Regions from separate parts of the Mus musculus genome. Here all the other regions are linked to region 2. The links are chromatin contacts, called in public Hi-C maps. All regions are on one chromosome and are shown on one strand. The core of a region is the stretch at or near the end of the contact, and the rest is flanking DNA. Distances in the headings are between cores, read along the strand shown. Region 1 overlaps Lsamp (limbic system-associated membrane protein). Region 2 has its middle 270 kb from the start of Lsamp. Region 3 overlaps Lsamp (limbic system-associated membrane protein).

What was found. A called contact is a pair of places that touch in the nucleus more often than the background predicts.
Region 1: a contact with region 2 is called in a Hi-C map of the N1E-115 cell line, with 6 times the contacts expected there. The contact joins two enhancer-like sites. A contact is called at or near these places in 3 of 484 Hi-C or Micro-C datasets (the N1E-115 cell line, cerebellar granule neurons and cerebral cortex).
Region 3: a contact with region 2 is called in a Hi-C map of the N1E-115 cell line, with 19 times the contacts expected there. The contact joins two enhancer-like sites. A contact is called at or near these places in 1 of 15 datasets of contacts at CTCF or cohesin (pro-B cells), 55 of 484 Hi-C or Micro-C datasets (the AtT-20 cell line, the Ba/F3 cell line, the G1E-ER4 cell line and 30 more) and 3 of 115 datasets of contacts at active chromatin or transcription factors (astrocytes, embryonic forebrain and fibro-adipogenic progenitors).

Annotation. Positions count from the first base shown.
Region 1 is chr16:42,001,728-42,005,004 of GRCm38.p6, forward strand. All of the region lies in intron 3 of Lsamp (limbic system-associated membrane protein), which reads left to right. It overlaps Gm52229 (splicing regulatory glutamine/lysine-rich protein 1-like), which reads left to right. Exons shown (of 1, transcript XM_030249356.1): 1 at 1-3,277. Among named protein-coding and RNA genes, the nearest start is that of Gm52229, 39 kb to the left of the region's middle. Within about 2 kb of position 1,389, at least 11 of the 459 cell types and tissues checked have an H3K27ac peak or open chromatin away from gene starts, as enhancers often do. A contact at or near this core is called in the N1E-115 cell line, where this site is marked.
Region 2 is chr16:41,257,173-41,260,191 of GRCm38.p6, forward strand. It overlaps a transcript of Lsamp not described here. Among named protein-coding and RNA genes, the nearest start is that of Lsamp, 270 kb to the right of the region's middle. Within about 2 kb of position 1,374, at least 6 of the 459 cell types and tissues checked have an H3K27ac peak or open chromatin away from gene starts, as enhancers often do. A contact at or near this core is called in the N1E-115 cell line, where this site is marked.
Region 3 is chr16:42,151,197-42,154,460 of GRCm38.p6, forward strand. The region is part of intron 6 of Lsamp (limbic system-associated membrane protein); the gene reads left to right. Among named protein-coding and RNA genes, the nearest start is that of Mir6540, 150 kb to the right of the region's middle. Within about 2 kb of position 1,630, at least 31 of the 459 cell types and tissues checked have an H3K27ac peak or open chromatin away from gene starts, as enhancers often do. A contact at or near this core is called in the N1E-115 cell line, where this site is marked.

The sequences.
Region 1 (3,277 bases), core at 139-2,638, 740 kb after region 2:
AGGTGAGGTTTGTTTGAATTTTTCTCTGACATTTTTCCCTCCACCTCATGCTTCTCTCAGTTCTCTTTCTTCTCTCTCTCTCCCTCCCTCTCATCCTCACTCCCTCTCTCCCCCTCCCTTCCTCCCTCCCTTCCTCCCTCCCTCCTTCCCTTCCTTCCTTCCTTCCTTCCTTCCGTCCTTCCTTCCTTCCTTCCTTCCTTTCTCCTTTTCTCCTTCTCTTCTTCTTTCTCCTACCCTTCTCTTCCCCATCCCTTTGATTCTTTATCATAGTCATCTTTATCTTCTTCTTTCATTTTTCTTTTAGGGCTACCCTTTTACTCTAGACATTACTCACTTCTTATGATCTGTGAAATGTAGAGTATTTAATACCTTGATGTTATCTCCAAAAGATATGGAGTATTTGCATGGTAAGTATACAGTTAACAATCTCGATAACCAGAGTTCACTTACTTCTTGTTTTTCTTCCCCATTATAAAAGGAACAAAATGTCTTTCTTAGACACCTTTTGGGTTTCAAATTTTGTAGAAAAGTGCCAATGAATAGTTTAGAATAATCCTAAAGGGAAAAGTGATTCATGATTTGGAAGAGGTTGGTCAAGGACAGCTAGTCAATCACACTCTCTGATCTTGAGGTTCTTTATCTGAAAATGGGGACTTGTTTATCTTCAGTCATTGTTGAGATTATCAAACTGTAGTTTGATATATTAGTGAGTCTTATAAATTATAAAGTATTATTCATGCCCATTATATTTTCTTTCAGAAAGCAATATTTAACAGAACCATGAGTTGGCCTGAAGGACATAGTTATGAAAAGGACATAACTACAATCTCCCTATTTAAAAACTAAAGCCACATCCTTCACTTCTCAGAACTGGGTCTTTGGGGATTTCATTTAAAAGACCATTCAGAAAGAATGCCCATTGGGTCTGTTATCAAATCTACCAATTTCTTAAATAACAGGATTAATTTGTTCATAAAAGAATACCTTTCCAGTGCATTGATTTAGCATCTTTACTTACTTTATAAATGGGATCACTGGAGTGTTCTCCAACCATCTTTTGAAATGTAATCTTGAAAAGAGGAAAGAAGAGAGAGAGAAAAAAGCTAGAAAGAAACAAACATTGTTGAAGGGGCTTTTTGAGAAGTCAAGGTGTTAAATACTACAGAGCTTACTGTGGATGGCTTGTACTTTAGAAATCTCTGTTTTGAGAGAAGGAGGATTATTTGGTGGCTTCAAAGGTGTTTATTCTTGAATATTCGTCTCAGTCATCATCTATACACCATCTCATCCTTCCTCTGCCACATCTTTGAATTTCTTTCCATTCATCATGTTCCTACCCTTACAGAGTCACTGAAGCTGAGTGGTGAGAGAGCATCATCCTCTGGCTGATTCCAGCTCATCCTTTGCTTTCAAACTGCAAGGTTGTCACAGAGTTCTGCTTTAGTCCTCTGCCTTGGTCTTCAGTACAAATCAGAAACATGCTAACACCAACCCCTCCTACTAGTTACAGACTTCTATTTAAAGTATCTTTCCATAAAGCTCCTTTCTTACACGCGTTCTCACGACCGGCCAGGAAGAACACCACAAACCAGAATCTTCTGCGGCAAAACTTTATTGCTTACATCTTCAGGAGCAAGCGTGCAAGCCTCAAACCCCCCATTGCTTACATCTTTAGGAGCCAGAGCGCCAGAGCGCCAGAGCGCCAGAGCGAGAGCTCTATATTTTACATCTTTAGGAGCAAGAAAGCAAGCCCCAAGCCCCAAGCCCAAAAACGAAAGCGAAACCCCTTCCCTCTTAAGGAGAGTTATCCTTCGCCTAGGACGTATCACTCCCTGATTGGCTGCAGCCCATGGCCGAGTTGTTGCCACGGGGAAGGCAGAGTACATGGGGTGGAGAAATACCCTTGGCACATGCGCAGATTATTTGTTTACCACTTAGAACACAGCTGTCAGCCCATCTTGTGACGGCGAATGTGGGGGCGGCTTCCCACACTCCTTGATGTATCTTATGATTGTATCTCAGACACAAAATGTCCTAAAAAAAGATCCCAAAATCCACTGGGAAATTTTCTTATGGCTCGGGAATACTTCATATGCCCCAGTATAGGGGAACTCCAGGGCTAAGAAGTGGGAGTGGGGGGGGGTTTAGGGGAACAGGGCGAGGGGAGGGTATAGGGAACTTTCAGGATAGCATTTGAAATGTAAATAAAGAAAATATCTAAGGAAAAAAAGATGCCAAGGTTGTAAAGTTCACAAGTAGATTTATTTATTTATTTATTTATGATCCCTTAATATCTTTCACTATCAAATCTTCCCATATTTACTTACAAAACATATGGCAAACCTGAACTTCACATTATTCTTTTTGCCTTCCCTACCAGTCTAATGGAAGACATCATTCTTCCTTCCCTTGTGGTATTATTCCCCTGGAAGGACTTCCCACATCTACCCCACCTACCCCATCTCAACCCTAATCTGTTCTTAGAGATTGCTGCCAAATTAATCTTCCTAAAGTACAATTTAAATCATGTCATTCTACTACTCCAAAATGTTTAATTGCTTTTTATTATCCATTGAATAAGATCCAAACTCCTTAAAATAACATTTAACACCCTCCACCATCTGGTGATGTCCCACATTTACAGACATAGCTCCCTTCTCCCTCTTCCAAATATCTAATGCTGCATTCAGACTATAACACGTCCTTCTGCTTGTCTCAATTCATTTACTCATCCCATCCTCTTCACAGTAATGTTCCCTCTTCTCCTTGTTCTCTATGGGTATTTAGCAGAGGGCTCCAGCAGACAATAACACATAATTCAAAATAAATTGAGCAATTGGCATTGCCATGCTGAATCCTCCCAATTATCCTATTACATATCTACTGTTTCCAAACTTTTACCAGCAAATATGCTGAGGTGTGTATGGTTTTGTTAATTACTACAACTAGTATAGCTTTCTATATTTGTTCATATTAAAGTCATTGTTTCAAACCTGAATCCACTTGAAAGATTTGTTTTATTTTTAATTATGTGTATGTATGTGCACATCTGTGTGGGCTATAAACAACTGAACCAGCTCTTCTGCCCAATCCAAATATTACAAGTGCTTCTGTTCTTTCAAGTAAACAACTTGACCCCTGGCTTAATTTCGAAGATATAATTTCAGGAAAAAACTTAATAATAACACATTAAACACTAATAAAAATGTTGCTTCCTTGGTTCATTCATTTACATACAATTTACATGCAAAAAATCCCATGTTCTTGGTGGATTGCT
Region 2 (3,019 bases), core at 124-2,623:
TCTTGAGTTCTATAAGAGAGCAGGCTGAGCAAGCCAGGTGAGGCAAGCCAGTAAAGAACATCCCTCCATGTCCTCTGCATCAGCTCCTGCTTCCTGACCTGCTTGAGTTCCAGTCCTGACTTCCTTGGTGATGAACAGCAGTATGGAAGTGTAAGCCGGATAAACCCTTTCCTCCCCAACTTGCTTCTTGGTCATGATGTTTGTGCAGGAATAGAAACCCTGACTAAGACAGCAATCATTAGAAATAGGAGTGCCAAAGCATAGGGACAGAGGAAGAGGAGCACTTGCTGTTCTCCAGATGTCCTGCAGGGGTGGAAAAGTTCAACCAACAATGTCTTCATAGTCAGTGTTTAGCCTATCTTGCAATCCAGTGCTTGGTTACAAAACATGCTGTACACATACTTATTAATTTGGGGAGGATGCTTTAATTAAGATATTCAAGTTTTCCTGCTTTAAATATTGAACGTCTCACATTTCTAGCTGAATGTCAATGGTGACCTGTTCACTAAAGAAGGTCAGAGACAAAGACAAAATTGATCATTTATTCACTACCTAGAGAATTTCTATTGTGCCAGAAATAATTATGTGTCATTCACAGATATTTTGTATGTTCATTTCGACGAGTCTAGAAAATCTTCTCGTTCCATCTAAAATCAAGAATCCAAAAATTCTGAGAAGTTAACTTTAAAGTAGTACACATTGGAAAATCATTCTTTTACTTCAGTAACTGGAGAAGTATGTTGTAAATGTGAGTCGGGGCGACATGAAAATATAGCCTGAACTTTTATTTTACCTGATGCAAAAGCTCCTTCACATCAGCAGTAGGCACATAAAAAATAGATGATAGATGTCACAGCTCTTATTTTTTAATGTATACAGATGTTGTGCCTGGATGTATGTTTATGTATCATGTGCACGCTGTAACTTGCAGGGGACAAGAGAGGATGTCAGATTCCCTGGGACTGGAATTACAGATAGTTGTGAACTTCCATTTAAATCCTAGGAGTCAAACCTGGGACCTCAGAAAGAACAGCAAAAACTGTAAACTGCTGAGCCAAAGCCCCTGTCATTCTTAGCAGATCCCTGCAAGTGTGTGAATAGCAGGATGTGAATGGCTGTGTGTGCTTGGTTGTTTATGTGGGTTTTGCCTATGACACAGCGTCAGCTTGACTGTATGCATATGTGTGTGACACGCTGAATGTGTGACTGTATATTAATCAGATATTATCCCTTGCACTTATTTCATTAGCCATAGTCAAACATTAGTCACAAGGCATTGGCAACCCAAATTGGGTTAGAACTCACACCTGCTGCAAGAAAACATTCGACCAGTAGAGGGAGCCTCCATCTCATGATTGAAGATGCCTTTGAAGGGAGGTTTGAAAATCTGAGAAGTGTGGTGCATAGAGAAATAACTGCTCTTGTGTTGCTTTCTCTGCTTACATGCAAGGAGGGATGCATGGAATTAGTTGCCCGTCACTTAAATTATAGGTATTACAATCCTGTGGAGTATTAGATATCACCTTTGATCCACTGCATTACTGTCCCGTGGAGTATTAGATATTTCCTCTGATTCACTGTATTACAGCCCTGTGGAGCATCTGATTCTCTGTTATTTTCAAAGGCCAGGCACGGCCATTGTTGTCCTGGATATTATTGGAGTGTTTTATTCCACAGACAGTGCTGCCGCACCTCCCGGCCCCACTAATACAGTAACAAATGGAACCCGCTAACCATCACTCGGGTTCCTCCTCCCCTTTTCTTATATCATCAGACTTCTGAAGATGGGGTGGGGGCAGGGAGATCAGAGTAGGGGATGAAAGGAACTAGCCCGCATGCGTGCTTCCATAGTTACATCTTCATTCTGCAAAAATTTGACATATCAAAGAAATATCTGAAGGTCGCATCGAAGCAATTTTTAATTTTTAGGTAACATCAAACAAGTTCTCTGATAATTAGATAGGGACGTGTGCTCACTACTCTCGACAGCATATTTTTAGTTTCTCTTTATCTATAGGTTCATTTTTATTGGTTCTCCATTCAAGTGATATATTTATTGTATTCTAAAGAATTTCATAGAATGTATCTCTCTCACATTCACCCCCAATTCCTTCAAGATCAGTCCTTGTGTCTTTACCTATCCAACTTCCTATCATTATTTCACCCCAATGGAGTACTGTGCTGCCCAAATACTCTTGGGTATGAATGACCCCCTGGAGCATGAGCAACCCATCAGGGTTCACACCTTAAGAAAATCTGATCTTCCCTTTCCCATAGCTGTCATCTCATTGTAGTCAATTAGGAGTAGGACTTTATGCTTACCTCTTCTCTTTATTATGGAAGTTGGTCTGCACTGTGCTTATGTAAGCCTTTTACCTAGCCCTTGCAGTCTTTCTGTTCTTCTGCCAAGGTGGTGCCTAAGCCCTGGAAGAAGCATGAACTAGTGACACCCTTTATTATGCTGACCTCCATGTTGACCAGAGATGTATTTCTGTGCTACTCAGTATCTACTGTAAAATAGACTGTTTAGACACTTGTTTGTTTTCCAAGGAAAGAAATAAAGGGTGTGGATTCAATGGGAGGGGGGATATAGGAGGGATTTAGGAGAAGTAGATAAAGGGAAAACCATAATCAGAATATATTGGATAAGAAAAAAAGGCTATTTTCAATAAAAGAAAATTGGAAAAATGAATCTACATGGATGATGGTGAGGAGATGCAATAACCTATGTCCCGATAGTGATGTCACTAGGAGTGAGATTAATACTATGCCTATAATGTTCTCTCTTGGACCTATAGCCCATCTAGGCACAGGTTCTTGGCCCTGATAATGGTGCAAGGTATAACTTCTCTCTTTTGTAGCAAACTTTAAATCCAATTAGAAAATATTTGCCATAATCTTACATAAGCTATTTCTGTGTTATAATATCCCATTTCCTCTTGTTTTATATTTTTCTCTCCATTCTTTACCCTCCATTTTCTTCTCTTCCATTTCTATTTCTTTCTGGTCTAAGGCATCT
Region 3 (3,264 bases), core at 380-2,879, 890 kb after region 2:
CGTGTGTATTTTTACCCTCCGTGATGTTTACCATTTTTCCCCTTCAGAGCGTGTTTTACCCACAGTCCCCCACCCCATTCAAGGTCAGTATGGTTTTTATCACTGTAGTTCATTTCCTGGGTCATTCTCCAACATATAATGTGTGAAACACACAAAGGAAGAAACCATAGTCTCAAAATTCACATTTATTCAAAATTACTTTTTCCCATAAACACTGCAAAGCAAGACATTGCCTCAACAACAGCAGAATAACAGGTGTGCCACTGCCTTAACTCCAAGCCAGTCAGCTATACAGACAGGGAATGATGTATTTTCAATATGCATTTATTATAGGTCACCAATAGCTTTCATACTGGAACAGAGATGCCTATATACCCTAGCTCTCTAGGCCAGAAAATTGTACATTAATGATCCCACTGACCACTGCAAAGACAAAGGTTTATAGGCTCTGAATTTATAGTCATTGCTATTGCTTGCAAAAATGTATTTTCCCAAAGACTAAACACAAAACAATTACACAAACACTACTTTTCCTTAACTATGGGCCAACTTGTGTATTTTACCTCTTAAACATACATAATTTTAAAAAACACAAATGACAATTTATAAACAGTCACTCTGTATTCTTCTCATAAAAGTTTCTACAGACCAAATTAAATTCTTGCCTCCTACATCACATTTAGATGCAAAGTCACAGCCACGACTTTCTAGCTTAAGGGTATTTAAAGGCAAATTGGCAAATAAAATTAAAATAATACAAAAAAATTGAAATGAAACCAACCTACCATTGAAATTAAATCTCAGAAAAGTGATTCGCAAAGAACACTCAAAGACGTAGGGGAAAAAATGGAAACTAGGCCATGCGGGGCCTAGTTTGGAAAAAAATAAATCCAATTAAAGAAGATTATTATACACACTATAAGAAAAATGTGCTCAGAATCATAGGAAGAAATGCTGCTGTTTCATAAATTTGAAGATGGATCATATTTCATTAACTTGTCCAAACTGAAGTCCCGACCAGACTTGGATGGAGATCTTCCAAGTGCCAATAATGGAATTTTTGCATATGTATATATTCACATATATGCAAACTTGCTTTAATTATATTTACAATGAGTTACAGAAGGTTTCTAGGGCTGACAAGACAACTTAATAAATCTTGAGCACAGTCTAGACTATTTTAGTATAAAACTTAAAACTCTGTTAAATAAAATAACTTCCCTAAAGCATTAATAAAATCTGTTCCTTACCATGACCACTAAAAATAAAACTGTTAAAGTGTGCCTGGTTTTCAGTCTTGACATGAAGCGTGGCATTCCTGGAAAACACTCCATCTTGAATTCCTGACATGCCACAATTATTTTAAGACATTTAACTTCGAGTGTTGCTACAGAAATCAACACCACCATTTTATCATGATGGCATCTTGCAAATATCTTGATAAGGAAACACACACACACACACACACACACACACACAGAGGCATCGCATCTGGCCCAGTCAATCACATTTGCAAAGAGGTCGTGCCCTGTCCAAGATGAGCTTTGCACACAGTATCAAGATGATGCTGAGAGTCTCCGTGACAGCAGTTCTGCAGCCACAAACTCAAATATTTATCTGATCGCGCATTGTGGCTGAACAAAGTGAAACCAGACGCTGTTCACAAAGGACAGCTGCAGAACGTTGAAGAGCAGTTTCATTGAGGGGCTGACCTCATTCAATTCTGTGGGACTTTGTTTCCCACACAGTGAACTGTTGATTGGAGAATGACCCTTGTTTGATTTTGCGCTGTATGTAGACTGTAGTTAGCTTTTTTTAGATAGATTTTAGAGAATCTAGTTCACCTTACTACTAATACTTTGGGCTTCTGCTAGCAGGGATTGAAAAGCTGTTCATGGTGACATGGGAGAGCTGGTGTGAGAGGTCACTGGAAAATGTCAGTTCTCTTAAGTCCCCTGTCCTTTACAAGGATGACACCTTCCTAGGGACCGAATCACTTTCTCCGTCTCTTTTCAGTGAGGAGGGCTTCCCATGTAAAATGTACTTTCCCATAGAAAGACAAGACAACGACAGAACACTAAGCCTTTAGAGTGAGAACTCAAGATTCAAATACCCATGATACGTGTCTTACTGTGGCAACCATTGTTATGCATGACTCCCTTATTTAACTAAATATTGTATCATGTCATCATCTCTTTGGAATATTAACTTTCATCACCAAAGTGTTAACTGTGTCTTGTGTTTGTTGTTTGAGGCAAACGCCCTCAAGGATTTCAGAACCTGATTTCCTCAAGGTGATTTAAAAGGTGAAAGAAGACCTCAAAGCCCCTTTTCTGCCCTCGTTCAGTAGAAAGAAGGACTTCCCCTTCTACCCATAGCCTAGCCCAGACACTCTTCACCCCAGTTGCTTCTCTTCCTTAGCGCCTCACATTAGAGAGTCACCCCTCTCATCCTCCCATATCCTCAACCACTGTGACCCTCAGGCCATCTGGGAATGCACCTCTATATCTGCAGTGGTATTTCAATACTGAAATGAAACCAAGGAGTAATACACATTGCCTGTAGTCAATTAGAAATTTTCCACTGCCCTTACCTCTGTGGCAAACATGAAAAGCAGAGTGCTTCCTTGCTCCCTAATCTTTAAAAATACATTATATGTATGTATGTATGTATGCAAATGCATATGTATATGTATATATAAAATACAATATATATTGTAATAGAAAATACATATATATTGTATTTTCTCTCTATATATAAAATATATAGAGAGAAAATATGTGGTGTTCCTTCTTTGATTTGTTTCTGATAGTGGATTTTCCCATTAATTTTAATTTAGATTTATTCATTCTGAAATCAGTCCTTATTGCATATATTTGCATAAATACCTCAGCTATCTCACTGCAGAAAATCCAGTGAGGTGCAAAATGAAGGAAGAGTCAGTTCTAAATTTCTGAGGGAATTTTCTCACTTTGTTTGCCTGAGGCCATTTTGAGGGGCATCTGTGAGCCTGGGCAATGGTGGTTTCTCCCTTTATTGACTTAGATGCAACCTTTGTCTCTGGAAGATGCCCTAGTGCTAAGGAGCATGGGTTCAGCATGAGGCAATGAAAACAATATTAGAACGCTGAAATGAAGTGTAAGGAAGGAAGGCAAGGACACCCACCATTGTTTTCTCTTTGCAGCTTCAAGCAGAGTCTCCCGTGAGCTCTCTGGGCTATGTCATCCCATCCTCCTCCAGTCTCTGCCCAGATTATCATTATTT